Linked DNA regions of Anas platyrhynchos: region 1 is linked to region 2. A link is a contact called in public Hi-C data. All regions are on one chromosome and are shown on one strand. The core of a region is the stretch at or near the end of the contact, and the rest is flanking DNA. Distances in the headings are between cores, read along the strand shown.

Region 1 (4,651 bases), core at 274-2,773, 86 kb before region 2:
CTCTCTGCCAGATTTCAAAATTTCCCTTCTGAAGCTAGAGATCCTCATATAAAAGGTTGTCTGGATTTATTTAACGTGTGCCAAGCAATATATTTTCCCATAATAATATTCCTGGAAATGGCTGAGCTGTTTTGGCTAAAGCAGATGCTGAACTGTTTGGAATCCAATTCTTAGTGCTAAAGATTTGGCAAAGCCCGGGAATGTGCCATTCTCTGTTGTAGACACCGGGAAAAGCTGAGCACCATAACAGTCAGGAGGGGAGGCAGCACTGCCTGTCAGAAAACCAACTCCAACCACAAACGTCACTTTTAAGAAACTGTCAGCTCATAGCAAGCAGGAACATCCCTGCATGCGTGCACCTTGTGCAGTTGTTAACTTCATCTTAAATAGTGAAGACGGCAACCCACGAGCATCAGTTCTCTTCCAGCTGCCTTGAATTGCTCAAATCTACCCTTTATCTTTCTGTTGAAGTCTTACAGGGCTGTGGGGTGGGTAAGAAGGCTCCTTCCCACTTCTCTCCTCTCTGCTCTGGCTCCTTTCTTCATTTTGAGGACTGGAGGTACAGTTTCATACAGTGCCTGTTTTCCTTCTTAGTTGTATACAGAGCTTTAGTACATAAACAGACTGTGAACTGCTCTGACACCCTTTGCCAAACTGGCTTCTCTGGTCAAAAAAAAAGTACTGTTATTTTGGGAGCAGAGATGAAGTTCCCATCTCTCGAATTTCTTGATATTTCCCTTTAAAAGGGAAATGAATAAATAAGTAAAGTAAGAAACAAAAACAGTCACACTCTTAAAAATAAATAAATAAATAAATATAATCATGTGTGCTTACTGACCTCAGCCCTCAAGCTGGATTATTGTGCCTTTTCCAAGCTTGTTCTTTGCAAGTCCTTTCCAGAACGTCACTTGTTCAGCAGCTTTCTCAAACGACACTGGTACCAGAGCATGGGCCCAACATTTTTATTAACTGCAGACCTGTGAGTGTTTCTTTTTATGTACACAGAGTTTGCATGATGTGGCTTTGGGCACAGGGTACTTCAGCCTCGGTGTGGTTCTAATAATAGTCTATGAAGGCAATTGCAGAAGTTGCTTACCTTCCTCCAGGGAACAGGAGATGTCTTTGTGATTTCCTACCCCTAGATACACAACCTGCTTATAGGCTTGACTGCATAGTGAATGCAGTGTGAGATTCATCCTTGCTTATACTCTTTTTTTTTTCCTTTCTCTTTTTCTTTTTTTCTCTATGTTCTGCTTTGCCTGCTTGGTTGTTTTCTGTTCTCTTCAAGGCTAGTGATTTCAGTGTATATTCTGCCCATGGCAAGTCATTGTTCATAACAAAAGTAAGGTAACAGGCACAAGCAACTGCTGTGCTAGGTAGTCCAAATTTACCCTGCCACTGCCTTGGTAGGAAAAAGAGGACATTTCAGAAGAGCAGAGCTGTTTCCTGCCTCTGGGCTTCCTGTGCATGAGGACTGCTCAGACAAGCCCCTTGACCCTGAGCTGTCTCTGTGACTTCAACAACTCCAACAGATAACAGTGAGTGCAAAAACCATGGAACAGTTTGTGTTGATGCATTGTTCCCCTTTCTACAGAGAGAAAAATTAAACTGCAGAATGACTAAGTGCCTTTTCAAAGGCCACATAATGAATCAGTGAATGAACAACAAACCCCAGCAGCTCCAGGCCCCCCTTCTCTCTGCAGAACAATGCCTCTTTCCCTGTACCAAGATGTATGCGTAGTATACGTTGCATACAAAATTATGTATTCCAAAAGAAATTTGAATATTAATATTTATATTGTAATGATTCCACTGTCCTCTGTGCTCTGTAAATAGCAGCAACACAACAACGTGAATTATTCTTCTTATGCAAAACCCTGCCCAGTGAAATAGCTCGTCAATGCAAAATAAAATTGCTGCACAAAAGTTTGACAGCTACATTCATTATATATGTCAGTCAACGAATCCTAAAGGCTTTATTGTCACTGTACAATGTCTGAACAATCTGCTAGCCCAATATGCCACAAAGTTATTTTCTCACTACTTCTTTCATTTAAAAAATAGCCACCAATAACTTTTGTTCAAGCAGCTCGAGAAAACTGCATGAACAGCAAAGAAATCTTAGTTTTTTCTTGAGTGTCTGTTGGCTGGAGGCTTTCCAGTCTTTACTTACAGTGTGGCGCTAAGACAACACAGCACTTGCAGCGGATGGGATCTGATCAGAAACCCAGAGCATGCAAATCAAATTACTGCAGGAAACCCAAAGCAGGCTGAGGCTAAATGGCGGCATGGTGAGCTAGGAATGAGTCACGGTAAGGAGAAGTGAATGTAGCTACACTCAACACTCTTCCTCTGATGCTAGCAGGTGTCAGATATTCGTTCTTCATTGCCTCCAGCCTCTCCCAGCCCAAGGTTGGGAGGGGTGGTTGGGTCTGGGGCTCCGTGCCGGTATAAGCGCGCCGCGGCCGCCAGAGGGAGTGCGGCGGCGCTGCCAGCCCGGCCCCGCGGCACCTCCCGCGGCTGCCCGGCCCCGCCGCCACCCCTTCGCCGGCTCCGCTCCGCTCCGGACCCGCGTCCTGAGCGCATCTCCGCTGCCTTCTCTTGGGGTGCGCTGCAGGCTTTTCATCTGCTGGCCTGGAGGTGTGCGAGCGGAGCTGAGATGCTCTGTGAAGGCACACCCATAAAGGCGATGTTGCAACAGGAGCGTTGATCACAACAACTAGTATTTCCACTGGAAATAACGTGGTGAAAAGTTTCCGCTTTCCCATTTCTTCAAGAATTGTGTCGTTAATTCAGGTGCTGAGAGAGCTGCGCTGCTCGTGTTGACATCTCGGAGGTGTGTTGCTTGCTGCTGCAGAATGGTCATGTGTTTGATCCCAGGCAAAATTAAACATGCTTTTCTAATCTGCAACCCCCACAAGTAACTTTGTGGTGCGCAGGAGTTAAATACACAGGCCAGCATTTTCCACAGTGTTGAAGGTGTCTGTAGTTTTTCCTCCATACAGAGTTGCCCTGTTTTTGAGGTCCTGCACAAAACCCTTCTATTTATGTTTTTAATAACTAGCACTGGTGTGGCAGTGGAATAGAAACTTTTCAGCACGATAGCTTTGCGGTGAGCACCAAACATTGTGCAACAGGCTGCCTGTTACCTGTAACTACACTAAGAGCCAACACAACGACCACCTTTCATTTCAGCTTTTCAAAGCTGAAATCAACCAAGCGTAATTAGGTGATGCTGATAGGACACAAGAGGCTTTCTGTGAGCAGAATGGGCTGTGTTCTCCTTGCTATTCCACCTCTGCCCAAAGACAGGCTTTGTAGCAAGTAGGTGCAACGATAAAGAGACTTCAGATGCTCTTCCTCCTGTGGTAGGACTGGGAGCTCCAGTTACTGTGCTTGGTGCTGTATGGACAAAAGAACCCTACCTAAGACTGAAGCCCCAGCTGTGAGCATTGCTCCTCAGTGTGTTCATTCTGACCCTGAAGTAAGCCCTCCTGGAGGAACCAGGGATGTACCAAAATGAGCAGTGAGGGGCAGGGATCTGGCTCCTCTGCTTCTGTGCATGCCAGGGTAGCAGCGACTCGCTGGGGATGAAGCTACCCGTGCACTGTGCATCGCTGTCTTGCTTCACTGCCTGGTGGGAAAGCATCATGCCTCCCTCTGCCCGGGTGATTGCTCCCATCCTGCACCCACATCCTTCACATGCAAGTGCTTAACAGAAAATATGTCCCGATGCCCAGAGTGCTCCTGCCAGCCAGGAGCTGTTTCCCATTGTTGCTCGCTTTCAGTTGTCGTGTGGAACCGCTGTGGTATTTTCTCAGTGCTTAATGTGACCTAATTGTGCACTTCCACTGTCTGGGAGGATAAGCTCCTCTGGTGTGACAGCCGTTGTAAAATTGGTGGCGTTCTGGAGCCTTGCCGGCATTTGCAGCTGGGCACAAGGCACAAGTTCCTTGATTTTGCTGCATCAGCCCAGCAAAACATTGCATGACTGTGTGTGCAGCCAACTGCTTTGCATTATGCCTGGTAATGGGTTGTCAATTTTCAAAAGAGATGTAACCTCCAGCTGCCTAATTTGCTCTAGAAAAAAAAAAAAAAAAAGAAGAAGAAGAAGAAAATCTCCATTTTTATTTGGCACATTTGGTTTGAAGCAGATGGAAGTAATGGATTGATATAGAGGACAGGAAAACAAGAGGAGGAAAAGTGCAATGTTGGGGGGGGGGGGACGGGACTGTTTGATGCTGGGCTGCCACTGCTGGCTTTCTCTAACAACCAACTCATTGAGACTCACCCCTTGGAGCAGGGCCAAGTGTTTCCCTCAGGTGCCAATCAATGCTCCTGCTGCCACATGCTGCAATACTGGGGAGGGGAAGGTGCAGAACACTCACTAACAAAGGTGGTTTGGGGAGGGGAGCAGCAGCCAGCCCATCCATGTCCTCTGCAGGCGGAGGTGGCCAAGGCCATTGGCCTTGTGGGGTCACCTCCAGCCTGGCCTTGCTGGGCCTTCCTCATCCCCCCTGCGGCTTGCAGCTTGGGATCCTCTCTGTTGTGCCTCCTACTTCCTCCCTGGGGACAGAGCAGTGAGTATCCACATCATTCTGCCTTCCTGAGCCACTGGTGTGGGTGCTGGCACCCAGCAGACCTGGTCCTC
Region 2 (4,671 bases), core at 1,368-3,867:
AAGTAAGTACAATATAACCCAATAGTCAAAAATTGGAATTTGAGAATACTGATGATGCTTCTGTGCTTCAAGATTCAACCATTTAGTCAAACACGGCTATCAGTCTGCATTAGCCAGCCCCTTAACAGGTACAATTTTCAAGGAAATTCAGCTGCAACTGGTACACCTCTCCTCACTAACACTGCAGCACAAAGATCAACAGGAGTAATACATCACATTATACCAGGTCACATTTCCACTTAGCTGGGAGAAACAAGCCCCCTGCAAAACCTTATTCCAGTGATTTTGCAAATTCTGCATAGTCAATGTACCCATCGTTATTCTTATCATCATCTCGCAAGACATCATCTATTAGACTAATTAGCTCTTCTTCTTTCATTGCCTGGGTATGCTCACCACCTTCCTACAAAAAAAAAAAAAAAAAAGAAAAGAAACAAGTTTAGCAGTGTTTCCCATCTAGTGGCACATGTGACAGATTACTGACAACTAATTTTTGTTAAGCAGTTCGTGTTTGATGTTTAAGGTGGTTCTAAGTTTTATATAATCATTTGTTCCAATACATGGAACTTTTACCAGATGCAAGCTATTAAGTCCAAGTTCTCTGTACTTCAAAACAAGTGCTTTGTATCCATTACATCCAGTTTATATTCTTAGCCAAGAGATCTAAAAGCTAAATAGCACAATGTACAACAATAGACTAACCTAGTAGGCATATTCTTAATTTGAATCTTTATGTTGCACAGACATACAGTTTCTATACTGTATAGAAACATCATCCTTTGTAACATATGGAGTTTGTAACATATGTTTTGTAACATATTTCATATAACATGTTTCATATGTTTGTAACATGTACATGTTTGTAACATGTTTCATATATTTGTAACATATGAACTTGTAACATATGGAGTTCGCAGTTAAAAAAAAAAAAAACACAACAGCACCTTCAATACATTGTTGTAGCTTAAAGATAGTAAAATTCTTAGTATCACCTCTTAGGAACAAAGGGGAATGAGAAGAAGTGCCCTTGCACAAGAAACAGCAAGCCATTATTGTGTTCTTGACAAGTTTTTTTGTTTTTTTCCCCAGAGGTATATATAAAGTTATGCTATTTTGAGTTGTAATTTCTGAAAGGTCAGTACATGATTTTCTGTAAGCGTTGTCTTCCTAAGGATCATACTTGCTTTTGTTCTTAAACATTTGTAGCTGGGAGGAAAACATGTTTAGAAATGGTAAAGAAAACAACGGCAGACCATGACTGGTTCTTCTAAGCTGAGTTTGTGCAAGAGGTCTCTTACATTTGGTGTATCCATGGTAGTGGTAGTTTGGGCCTGAAAACAGTTGGCTTAAAACCTGCAGCAGCATTGTGTCACATGCTACTTCTATAATCACACATCAATCTAATTCTATTATGGACAATTTCCCTTTCTCCTCTCCTCATCCCTGCTTATCCCCTTTGTTAAATTATTTGCAGTCTTCACTCACAGTCAAGCTTAAACTGCAGGGGAGTCTCCTTAAAACTGTGCTGTGTCATGAAAAAACTATGGTAAAGTTAGTACGTTTATAAATCAAGCTGAAGGGGGAACAGTCTCGTTTTCACACAAAACTGTTCTACTGTAACTGAAGGTGTGTTGTGACAATGCTACCTAAAGCTGATTTAAGAAAGTCAGAACTGCTTGCAAACGCACAAGCCATTACAATATACCACCTACCTCTTTGTGGACATGTGATATAGCGGTAGCAAGCTCTAGCCCATCTAGCAAATTATTGCCATCATAATCATGCATTTTGAAGTAATGAAGCTGCAGCTCTTGTGGAGACATCTCAGATTCTGGTTTTTCGATAACACCTTCCAAATGTTCCATGATGTGGCTAAGAAAAAAAACAACACACAACAAGTGACATGCCAGTTAGTTAATATTTAATTCTCTGTTGACATCAAACGCAGTCTTTGCTCAAGCAGCCAAGTGCCCAGGAAGCACTGTGTCTCTAAAAGCACCCTGGACACGCAGGACAGCTGACAGTTTTACACTGAAACGAGGCAGGCACAGCGGCTGCTCCTTAGAGGTGCTGCAGTGGCCTCTAGTGTCTCAGGTAGCTATTCCTCTTGCTCCTGGCCTGCTGAACTGGTTATCAAAACACCCCAAGCAGCCCTCAGAGCCTCCTTGGGGCTGTTCCCCAACGCGAGGGGACTGCAGGAAGCGCGTTTACCCTCACACCTCAACTAGGCAGCTAAGGAAGCGCTGGTGCGAGCTGTGCTGACGGCTCCCCAGCCCCTGGCAGGGCCAGCAGCCGCCCCCCGGCTGCCCTGCCCCTCACGTACTCCTTGTCCTGCACCAGGCTCTTGTCCAGGCGGATCCCCGCGGGCTGGCTCTCCTCCGCCGGGGCGCCCAGCAGGCAGGCGGCCAGGCAGCAGCACAGCAGCGCCGCTCCCGCACCCCTCGGGGCCATGGCGAGCCTCCTGTGGAGAGGAAACAACAAACAGAGCGCGGAGCGCCCGGCCGTTAAACCGCCGCCCGCGGCCGTTAAACCGCCGCGCGATGGCGGCCCTGGCCCCCAGGTGCAGCGGGGCCCTGCTCCCGGCCCACTGCGCATGCGCCCGCCCCGCCCCGCTGCCCGCTCCCCTCCCCTCAGCGCCCCGCCCCGCGGCTGCACCTGGCAGGTGCGGCGGGGAGGGGGCGGGGCCTCGCCCTCGGTGGGCGGGGCCTCGCCCTATGTGGGCGGGGCTTGCGGCGGGGTGGGCGCGGCGCGGAGCCGCCCTCGGCGGGGCGCTAAGATGGCGGCGCTGTGGCACGTGAAGCTGTCCGGGGAGCTGGAGCGCTGCCGGGCCGAGCGGCACTGGGCGCAGCTCCGGCAGCTGCTGCGCCACCAGCTGCCGCCGCACGGCAGGGCCCCGCGCAAGGCGGCGGCGGGCGCCGAGGAAGCCGGTGAGGGGGTGAAGGAAGGAAGGGGGGAGCCCCGCCGGGTGCCGGTTGTGCCGAGCGGCGGTTGGGGGAGCCGCGGGGCGCGTCCTCAGAGGGCGCTGCCCGCAGGGGTGCCCGCGGTGTCGGGGGGCGACACCAGGGGCTGTGGGGAAGGCAGGGTGCCCTGGTGGGGTGTAGGGAGGTGTCCTTACCCTATTCCGCTCAGTGCACTGTGTGAGGTGCTCCTGAATGAATGCAGCCGGGAGCCGCAGCAGCGCTGGCCGGTGGGGTCTTTTAACAAGATTTACATCGTACAGTTCCTAGAAAACAGTTCTTTAATGCAAAATATTTAAGCTTCTGATGTGGTTGCTGCTCTGCAGTAAGCTAACTTCATGCCTTATACCGAATCTGCAGCAAACTTATATTCCTGTGCACTTTTAAATCTTAAGCGTGTGGTTAAATGCTTGCTAAATCTGATGCTTTTTCATCACAAAGCCCCCTTTTCAACTCTTAGTTCTTACATTAGTGACAACACAAGAGTAAATTGTGCCACCAAAATGAACCAATCCAATCAGGCAAAAATCCTTTTAATTAAAAGGAAGCCTCACTTTATTTTTCATAGATAACAACGTTCCCAATATCCCCGAGTTAACACAACTTCCCTTTTTCCTCTGCTAGTTCCTCTCACCCCTCAGAGTTACTATTTATGTGTCTTGCAGATGATGAGTTTTCTCCTAATCCCGTTTAAATGTTAATGTGATGCTACTTAAATAAAGCAGCGCTGATAATAGCATTCAGAAATGCTCAGTGATGTTTCTGCTTGGGTGGGATGTGCTTTCAGAGGACTATGGGAACATGCTGCTTGCCGAAGTCCTGCTGGAAGAATGCTTGCAGGAAAACTTTGCCAAACTGAAGGACTCCATCCCCCTGACAGAGAAGAACGAGCCCAAACTGGGTGAGGCTAAGCAGTGCCTGACCAACATCTTAAGCAGAGGAAAGCTGCGGGTAAGTGGGCTCTGTCACTGTAACTGCTGATAACCTGATGCTTTTTTTCACGTGATTGTTAGCCTGGTACAGGGTGGTGACATTGCCTTATCACGTCCCTCTATGTACAGTGCTGTGTTTATAGGTGTTACTGATGTCCTGGTAATTCAATGCTCCTCTGCAGTGTCTTCTGTTGAGAGATTGCTTTTTCACATCCAAACAGGTTAGGTATTACAAATGTATCCTTCTTTTTAATTACAAAGACGTGGGCTGAGCATGTAGGAGCTCTCTGCAGCCGTGGTGCAGGGCCTTCTAATGGTGCTGCAGGGCTTGCCTGGCTGAGGAACCTCCTGCCGCTCTGGGGCTGAGGGAATTGCACCTGGTCAACACCAGGACAGAGGTAAAATGTGCTTCATGCTGCTGCTGGGCCATTGAGGTCATAGTGCAAGTCCAAGGTTACAGCCTTGTGTTGTTTTCAGTCTGTGACAGATAAGTTATGCCAACTTAGTCTCAGTTTTGTTTCATGTTCTGAGTGCGTGGTTCATAGCTGCCCATTAGCTAAGTTGCAGAGGGCTTTAGGAGAGTTTCAAGACACTGCCTCAAAGGTTACTGTTGACTTTGGACAGCTTTAATAGGACTCCAAATTACAAGTCTGAAGTTCTAGGCTTGTACTGTGCCTGGTCCTGAAACTTACAGGGTAACAAGCTTGCAAGTGGATGTTATATGTTGATCATGTTACTTGCAACAGAGCCCGTGTTCAGCTTTTTTTTTTTTTTTTTTGTCA

Evidence for each region. A called contact is a pair of places that touch in the nucleus more often than the background predicts.
Region 1: a contact with region 2 is called in a Hi-C map of skeletal muscle, with 6 times the contacts expected there. The contact joins the enhancer-like site here to the promoter of MCFD2 in region 2. A contact is called at or near these places in 5 of 8 Hi-C or Micro-C datasets (F1 follicle, liver, skeletal muscle and 1 more).

The regions. Positions count from the first base shown.
Region 1 is chr3:39,051,178-39,055,828 of IASCAAS_PekinDuck_T2T, reverse strand. No RefSeq gene overlaps it. Among named protein-coding and RNA genes, the nearest start is that of SOCS5, 50 kb to the left of the region's middle. Within about 2 kb of position 1,523, at least 4 of the 8 cell types and tissues checked have an H3K27ac peak or open chromatin away from gene starts, as enhancers often do. A contact at or near this core is called in F1 follicle, where this site is marked.
Region 2 is chr3:38,966,702-38,971,372 of IASCAAS_PekinDuck_T2T, reverse strand. MCFD2 (multiple coagulation factor deficiency 2, ER cargo receptor complex subunit) reads right to left here and starts at 2,617. Exons shown (of 3, transcript XM_005009819.6): 1 at 2,324-2,617; 2 at 1,713-1,872; 3 at 1-403. The coding sequence starts at 2,595. The coding sequence ends at 272. It overlaps TTC7A (tetratricopeptide repeat domain 7A), which reads left to right and starts at 2,725. Exons shown (of 20, transcript XM_027454067.3): 1 at 2,725-2,927; 2 at 3,745-3,908. The coding sequence starts at 2,777.